Linked DNA regions of Capra hircus: region 2 is linked to region 1. The links are chromatin contacts, called in public Hi-C maps. All regions are on one chromosome and are shown on one strand. Each heading gives the region's core, a stretch centred on a gene start, on an enhancer-like site or on the middle of the called end of the contact. The rest is flanking DNA. Distances are from core to core; before and after follow the strand shown. Region 1 holds the start of LBR (lamin-B receptor). Region 2 has its middle 38 kb from the start of LBR.

Region 1 (4,423 bases), core at 1,280-3,779:
GCATAAAGCGAGAATTGTGGATTAAAATGATGTATAACATAACCACATTTAAGAATGTCTTCCAATATCAAACAGCAAAGTTCAACAATGCAAAACCACAATTACTTTTGCACCAACTTAATATAATTGGATTTAATCCTTACAATCACCTTGTAGAACAGGTACACTTATCATCCCCATTTTACAGATGAGGAAATCAAGCCTTTGAGAACTGGCTGGGAGAGGACTGAAAGTGAGTGTTAGAACTGAAATTCACACTGACTCACAGGGCTCAGTGATGTCTTGAGGATCAAGTGAAGTAAATAAATGAAGATACAAAAAGTCCTTAGAGCAGCAGGAGGCAGAGGACAGAACTTAATAAATAAAACTAGTTACTATGATTATTATACCAACTCCTGCCTCTTCTTTGCTTTCTTACTAGCCTTACCTCTTTTAAATTCTTCCACTGAAGCTGAGGATAGCAGTATACTTGGGTCCATGTACTGAAAGTCTCTCCTTCTGGCCTCTGATAGTTAAATATTTAAAAAAGTGGGGGCTAAGTAAGTGTTGCAAATACACATAAATGTAAGTTCTTCAAATAAAAATGAAAGAAAAAATTGTGTCAAGACCAACCTAATTATTTCATCACGGTAATCACGAACTCCATAGCTATGTGAATACAAGCCAATCACGTCAAACAACCTAGGTAAAAATGTGTTTTTATGAGACAGCTCTTGGGATTCTTTTATGAAAGGCTTTTTGCAGCTCACCGTGCATAAGAGTTTGTTATGAACAGTACCAAATGAGTCCAGCTGTACTTCTTCATGCCATGGGAAATTGTACCTAGACCTATATCCTGAAAGACATGTGTCAGACCTGATACCCCAGACCCTCTGGGAAGCAGAGCCAAATAATGGGCACATTAGAAGACATCACATTTCTTGCATTTCACATCTAAGCCTTCCTGGCCCCATGTATGTCTTTTGGCTGCCTTAGTGACAGTGCTGATTGGCTTTTCTTCTCCACTACTCAGTGGGAACAGGGACTGTGCCTCTTAGCTACCCGTTATGCTTTAATCTATTTTTTTTCTTGGTTGAGCCTTTCATTTGGGAAGTTAGTTTCCGGATCAGGGATCGAATCCATGCCCCTTGCATAGGGAGCTTGGAGTCTACCACTAAACTGCCGGGAAATACCAGTGCCAAGATACGGCTCTTCAAGTGACTTTATATATTCTGAAAATCCACAGCTGGCTAACGGTGGATGACAAATGTCTGAGAACTAAACTGGGAAATTCACCACTCATTCAACACTGGATGTGGAAGACAGAGAAAGTTCAATATGTTATTTGTTTTTTACTTTTTTGTAGTTGTAAACCTGGGTGTTTTGTAGTTGTAACTGAGAAAATGAGCAGTCTTGCACCGGAAGCTGGGCTATAAATGGTAAAGTCCACTTATAATTTAATGCACAGTGCTTCCAAAATAGAAATTTGCTTAAATTTACATAGATTAACCTAGTAGTTGGGTTAAAAAAATACTTTGATTAAAACCACACTGCAAAATGGGGAACCTCAGTGGACTGCTTTAAACTCTTGACCTCAGAGGAAGGAAACCAACTAACCAATAATGATAACTTGGAGAGAAAAAAAAAAAAAGGTTGAGGATCCATAACAGATTCGTCGTCAACAGTGTAATGATTCAGCATTCGGAGGCCAAGTAAAACAAGACTTGCGGGTGTGCAGGGCAAGTGGTATCTCAGCGTACACGGACAGAATTTTCTGTGCGACACCACACGTTGGTGAGTATCTTTTACTGATATCTCTGCAGGACCTCCCCGTAATGTTGATTCTCCTCCTTACATCAGCAGTCCTAGAAACGATGTGAGCTGTAGGGAACCTGTGGACATTTTTTTTACCAACCCCCACAACCACCCAATGGCCCCACTGCCCCCACTGTCCCCAAGCTACCGTCCAGGTCAGTTTCTACCGAGATGCAGCCATTGCCAAGACAAAGGAGTCCCAGATTGCCTTCGGAGCCACTGCTTGTCCGCAAGATTTCCAGAGGTTTTTTTTTTTTTTTTTTTTTAACACAGTAAGGAGAGCACTAATAGTGTTTCAGCAAGAAGTACTTTCGGCCTCCGAAAGTTGATCTTTAGTGATCGTTATGCAAATTTATTTTCTTTACAGCTTTTTACGATCTCTTTTGCCAAACTACTTCACACACCAATTTCCCTGCTGTGTATCGCCAGGCAACTGCGGCGCGAATGCTGGGAGGGAAAGGGTGGGGAGAGCGAGCAGTCCGTGGGTCTGGCGGCTGAGATAAGGCCGGGGGAAACACAGCCTTCTCGGGCTGAGCCAGGATCTAATACTCCGAAATCTGCCACCCGCAGTACTGGTCAGGCTGCTGGGTGGGGCGGGGCGGGGCGGACGCGCCACGTCTCGTGACGAATCGACAGCTCTGGGCATGATTCAAAAGGCCGAGAAGCCAATAGGAACCCTGGGAAGGCTGACCAGAGGGGCGGGGCGAGGAGAAGGCGGGGTCGGGGAGGCGCGCGCCCGGGTCGCGGGACCGCGGAGCGCGAGAGCGCGAAAGCGGGCAGTGTCGCGCGCGCGGAACCGCCGCCGGGTTGCTGCTCCGCGACTCTCCCGAAGCCGTTCGTGTTCCCGCAGGATCACCGAGCAGGTGAGCTCCCGAAACCCCGCCCCGCTCCCCGCAGCGCGGTCTCCAAGGGATCTGGGGGAGGCCCGCTGGGAGGGTTCGGCGGATGGGCAGGGGTCCCGGGGCGCCTGGCGTGGAGCGGCGGCTTCGCCCTCCCCTCCTCCGGGTCGGTCCGGGCGGCTGCTGGCGAGGCTTGAAGTGCGCCCGGCCCGGCCAGCTGCGGAAATGAAGCTATGGTTTTAAATTGCCGACGTTTCCCTCCATTTTGGACGCGCCGCGTCGGAGTAAAATGATGTTGTCTGGGGAGGATGTGTGGGTGGGTGATCCACCCCAGTGCCTTTGTCCCCGCCCTGCAGCATCGGCCCTCCCAAGACTGCTCCTAGCGCCTTTTTGACAGATTAGGCTGGTGGCTTGGCGGGCCCAGCTCTTGGGTAGGCAGAACAGGCGCGGCAGCCTGGCGGACGGGGAAGTGGGGTTGGCAAGTTGACTTTAATTGTCGGTGGTTGTCACTGCCCTGGAGGGTCGTGGCCGTCTCTGGCGACTTCCAAAGCTGGCTGCATGCATTGGATTCCCCCGCCCGGTGTTTCTCCGCACTCAAAAAACGGGCAGGTTTGCGTGCTCCTGCTAAAGCTCTATCTTTTTTTCCACCCTTCTTTTTAATATAGCTTTTTAAGGCTTAAAAAAAATAAGTGCTTGACTGCAAAGGGCCTGGTTCCAGGCTGTTCACCAAAATAATTACGCGGTCTGATCGGGAATCAGGCTGTTGATACTCAGAATGAGCCAGTAGATACATTGGACAGCGCGTGGACGATTCAAGGGTTCAACCTGGAGCAAGTGAACTTGCTCGCCTGATGTGTGGAGGAGCCTGCACCCTGCCGGACCCCAGCTAGACCCATGCTTCTGGTCCCAGCCCTCAGCGACCTTGCAAATAAACACGTGCACCTCTGTAAAGACACCGTGGTAACTGCCATGGAGAAAAGGATGGGTGTGTGTGCACTAATTTAGATCGAGCACCAAGTCCAATTTAAGTTTGGTTTCTGAGAGCTGTCTAGAGAGGAGGGGAAAGAGTGAGTACGAGGGAAATTATTGCTCCTTCGGTTATTTATTTTGCTTAGGACGATAGGGGGGCCATTCTGCCTGTGCAGCCAGGAAGATGGCAGTTTGTACTGCACCCTGCGGCAGGGGCAGGAGCTAGGCCAGGGGTTCCTGTTTGAGTTTTGCCCGGTAGGCCAGCCGTGGGTGCAGGTGTTGAAGAGGGAAGCTGTGAGGCTTCATTTGCTCTTCCCTTTCTTTGCCATGTTTAGACTGATTTGGGAAAGTGAAGAAAGATGACCGAAGATGTGATCAGCAGGGAATAGCACATTCTGTTGTGCTGATAAACAGTAACATATTGGAGCCGAAATGTGAAAGGATTCCAGTGCCAACTGAAGCTGAAGTTAGCAAGCATGTGGCTTAATAGAGAAAAGCCTGAGGGTCCCCATGTTTCCACTGCTAATGGGGGGATGCAGTCATTGTGTTCAGTAAACAGAATCTTTCTTTGCAGACATACTTGGCTAAAACCTCCCTTTTGAGGGAGGCCTATCTTTTGATTTTCTAGGCAATGGCAACACACTCATGTACTGTTGTCTGGAAAACCCCATGGGCGGAGGAGCCTGGCAGGCTGCAGTCCATGGGGTCGCTAAGAGTCGGAGACGGCTGAGCGACTTCACTTTCACTTTTTACTTTCCTGCATTGGAGAAGGAAATGGCAACCCACTCCAGTGTTCTTGCCTGGAGAATCCCAGGGACGGC
Region 2 (4,423 bases), core at 516-3,015, 38 kb before region 1:
ACTTCCCACACATTGCATGGAACACACCTACACTGCACGATGACTTACCTGTTAGATCAAGAGGCCAGGAAAGACCTCTCTGAGGGACATCTGGGCAGAGACGGAATGAAACCAAGAGACAGCAGGACAGACCTGGGGGACCAGGGGAAGCAGAAGATGGGAAGGCATGGCTTATTGGAATCTCCTAAGGGTCAGTGTGGTATGTTTCAGATTTTAGTGTGAGCTGATGAAAATGCGGATCCGGTACCCTGCCTCTAATTAGAAGTTGTGGGCAGACCCAGGGCTCACTCCTAAACAAGCCCTCCTGGAATCTGGCTTGCTCCCTCCTCCTCCTTGCATTTTCTGCACACAGTCCAGGGGTTCATCTCATGGTCTTGGGGGTCAGAGGTGGGAGCCCTTTAGGGATCATCTCACACAAACCCCTCCTGTTTCTGGCGGGGTATGGGTGCCAGGGATCTCTGAAGACCTCGCCTGCCGAGATGAAGGGGAGTGAGTGGCTCTTCACAGTTCCTGTGTGTTTCTGGAAAGACCACAGGGAGCACAGGTGTGTGATTTTGGAGACATACCCCCTGCAAGACACACACACACACACACTCTCTCTCTCTCTCTCACCCTGCAACCGTCGCTTTTCAGCTGGGCCCCCTCGATGGGACATCCAACTTTGATGTCGCCAAAATCTTGGCATTCTCTACCCACCGAAGCCAGATAAAAAACATGGAGACAGAATTTGGAGGAAATAGAAAGGTGGTTTTAATCTTCTGCTGGCGGAGGGAAGATGCAGCAGGATCATGCCTCAAGAATTGTGCCCCTCTCCCAGGGGGAGTCTAGGGGATTATATAGATGACGGTTCCAAGTTCTGGGTTGGTGATGAGGAACAAAGTTATAAGGAGTTTGTATAATTCTTGTATTGTTTCAAAAACAGTCGAGGCTGGCATCAGGTAGCCCGGTAGTCGGGTCCATTGTCTTTTGTGAATTGTACTGGGCTTTCTTTGTATAACGCAAAAAGAGAGGAAAAAAAAAAAAACAAAAAACAGCGAGGAAGAGAGTGCTGTAAAGGTGAGAACAGATACAGGATGTAATTAGCATAGAGTCAAAGGACAACAGATGCAGAATGAAGCTTATGCAGAGCTAAGAGGCAGAAAAGCAAACTCAGTCATAGACAACAGACTAGTAACAGTGAAAGTGAACCTAGGAGTGATCAGGCCTGCTCACTGTTCTCAGGAAAGAAAAACCCATTCCTCTTTTTTCCTTCACATTACGCCAGCTTGACCATGTCAGGCGGGAGGTGGTCTCTACCTGGCAGCTCTCAGTTCCCTGACCCCTTGGGACATGCTTGCAGGTCTAAGTGGAGTCTCTGGCTAGGGCTCACCTTCCTTTTTTCTGGTTTGAAAGAACATGCCAAAGAACAATGTCCCTTCCCCAGAGCAAGGGCCCCAGAAAGCTCCTTACACTTCTCCAAGCTGGGCGGTCAATCGCAGGCCTCTGACTCTTCCTGGGCAACCCGGACCTCAGCCCCCAGCGCCTCTGAGAGCCCCACTAGCCCGTCTGTCCAGACCTCCATCCACCCACCGCCTCCACGAAAGGAAGTGAAAGGGTCAGAACTGCCCCAGCAATGTCCCCTCCCCTCCAGCACCTCCTGCTCGCGCAATCCCGCCCCGCCCCGGGCACACCCATCCTCTGCGGAAGCACGCGCCAGGGCCGCCCCCCGCCCCCGCCTGCCCCCTCCCCCGCCTCCCCGCCTCCCCAGGCCAGAGCAGAACTGAGACAGGAAATGAGCTCAGCTGCTCCAGCCACAGAGAGGGCGGCTCCCGCAGGTCGGCCCTGCAGGTGCCTGCAAGTTTCTGAAGCAGGCCTCACTCTTGCCCCAAACCCATAGCGCCAGGACCTGAAGACCTGGAGAACCCGAACACAGCACTCGGATCGATCTATCCCAAAGGCCGTGCACATCGATGGTGCTTATCTGGCGCCCGATGCCCCCCAGGAAGATGCAAACAGGGACAGTCTTTGCTGCACCCACACGGGCCAGGAGCACCCCCTGCGGTTGCCAAGGATGGGGAGAGCGAGAAACACACCCCTCCTCTAGGCCCCAGATGGCCCTAGACCTCCTCAGCTGCAGTGGCTCCAGGCGGGTTACTTCGTTGCTGGGTTCTGTTTCCTCCGGGAATTGTGAGGTTGAGATGAGGACACGTGCAAAGTGTGTAAACTGTGATACACACAGGTGCATAACAGCAACCCATCTGCCGTCTTCCTGCCTGCCTTCCCTGGTGACTTGTCAAGTTATTGTGAGAGGGGTAGCTAAGGGTAGAAGACACATCTGGGGGGTTCATGCAGTTCATGGTGACCCTTGTTTCTTTGGAGGCGGCACAGTAGAGCGGTGGAGAGGATATGGCTTTGGCTGTGTGACCTTCAGCAAGTGACTCAGCTTCTCTGTACTTGGATGTGAAACTGGCTAAATGAGATTGATACTATCAATACCTACTTTAGGGGGTTGTGTTGCGGACTTAACTACACATATTAAGGTCTCCATTCTGTTAAGTGCCTGGCACACAGTAACTGCTCCACAGGAGTTAGTTCCGGTCATGCTGCACACCTGGGGGCAAAGAAGCAGAGGGCCGCCCCGGGGCACTGCTGATTTTTGTTGGCATCCGGGGCCCAGACACGGCGCTGCACCTCCACCTTTAGTTTCCCTCTGTTTCCTGATCCTCTTTCTAATAAATTGCCTTTTGGGGTAAAAGTTAGGATCTGTTACTCTTGTATCCTTAACACTGGAATGGAAAAGAAACAACCAACATCATTCCCCTAAACTAATCTGACCTGGAGCTTGTATCTCCTTGAGGGGGATTGTTCATTTTTGATTTCTGAGGACCCCCTCCTCCGCCACCAACCCCATGGGCTCATCAGGAATCAAAAGGCTTTCAGGGGAACAGGAACAGGAGAAGGGGCTTAGGCCACAGTTCCCTGAGCACTGCCCCCTGCCTCCAGGGGCTCCCAGATGTCCCCACAGGCTCTTCCTGGGTGGTCACAGGCACACACTGGGATCCCCCCACCCTGATCTTGAGCCTGGGGGGCTCTGTGGACTCGTCCAGGGCGCATGCCATGTCCCCTGGGCAGTCTGGCCTTCCCACTGGAGGAGACCGAGGCCTGGGCTCCGGCCCTGCCAGGCCTTAGGCAGCCCAAGTGGATTTTTCTTGGGCCTGGGCAGCCCCTGAAGCACCAAGAATCAGTCGGCCTCCCCAGCGTTTCCTCTCTCTCTGAGAGCCTGGCGGAGGAACATGAAGGCCCATCTGTCTTTCTGGGTGGAGGAAGGGAACGGTCCTCTTATTTTATTCCTCATGTGCCGACAGTTTATTTCATAGCCATGTTGTGTACTTGCAGCCAAAGACGTGTCAACAAAGAACAAAGAGTGTGCTCACCACTGAGTTCTACAAGGGCCAGCGTCTTAACCCACTGCATTCCCACCAACAGTGTGCCCCGAGAAGAATTCAGGATGAAAAACAGGATTAGGCACCCTGCGCTTTGATTAAACGGGCCCCTGGATAGTTAGATGCATAGCTTAGAGGAGTATTTTTGCATCTTCCCGTTTATAGGAAAGCACTAAAATCATGAACTTGAGATATCTGTTCTTTGTGATTAGCAGTTATCTTTTACCAAGATGTGTGCTAGCCCAGATGTATTTCCTAGCCAAAAATCATACAGAAACTGGTTTTTCCCCAGTTTCTTCAGAGTAGTTTCCTCTGAGCTGCTGAGTGGCTGTCTCCTAGGTTATTGTCTTCAGCAAGACCCTGAATAAAACTTAAATTTACAGCTCTTACCGTGTGTCTTTCTTTAAGTCAACAGATGTCTCAGGGGAGGCCCCAGGTTTCAGGGGAGATGATGCCCACAGCCCGCTGCGGCCCTGCCTGCACCTCTGCCTTGACACTGGGACAACGGGACCCCACCATGCCCACTTCGCTCACCCAGAAGATGAGGCTTTATATTTCCTTTCCCCAGCTTGGGCCGATCAAGCATTGTCACATTACTTTCTCAGGTCCCACTTCCTGTCCCACTGAGGCCCACAGGCTAACCACCCCCAGTAACTCACATCATTTCTTCACAGCTTCTTCTGTCTGTTCTCAGATTATCAAGCATCCAGATTGCTCCCTGGGACAGAACTCCTGCTTATGCAGGCGACAGGGATGACTCCCAAGCCTTTTTCCCTGTTGTTCGTAGCCCAGGCTTTCTGCCAGCTCACCCAGGCCGTGCCTCTCCTTTGGCCCATGAGTTTCCTCCTCTGGACCCTGCCGATCAAGGCTCAGAGCTGACTCCTGGGATCTGCAACACAGGCATCTCAGGCCTCACTCTTCCCCTTCCCTACTCCTAACCCCACCTCTAGTCATTTCCTCTTTCAAGATGCAGACTGGGCTTGCAAGTCTGGTTAAACACC

What was found. A called contact is a pair of places that touch in the nucleus more often than the background predicts.
Region 2: a contact with region 1 is called in a Hi-C map of blood, with 2.3 times the contacts expected there. The contact joins the enhancer-like site here to the promoter of LBR in region 1. A contact is called at or near these places in 2 of 5 Hi-C or Micro-C datasets (both in blood).

Annotation. Positions count from the first base shown.
Region 1 is chr16:27,027,487-27,031,909 of ARS1.2, reverse strand. It overlaps LBR (lamin-B receptor), which reads left to right and starts at 2,529. Exons shown (of 14, transcript XM_018060210.1): 1 at 2,529-2,657.
Region 2 is chr16:27,065,048-27,069,470 of ARS1.2, reverse strand. No RefSeq gene overlaps it. Among named protein-coding and RNA genes, the nearest start is that of LBR, 38 kb to the right of the region's middle. Within about 2 kb of position 1,765, at least 5 of the 5 cell types and tissues checked have an H3K27ac peak or open chromatin away from gene starts, as enhancers often do.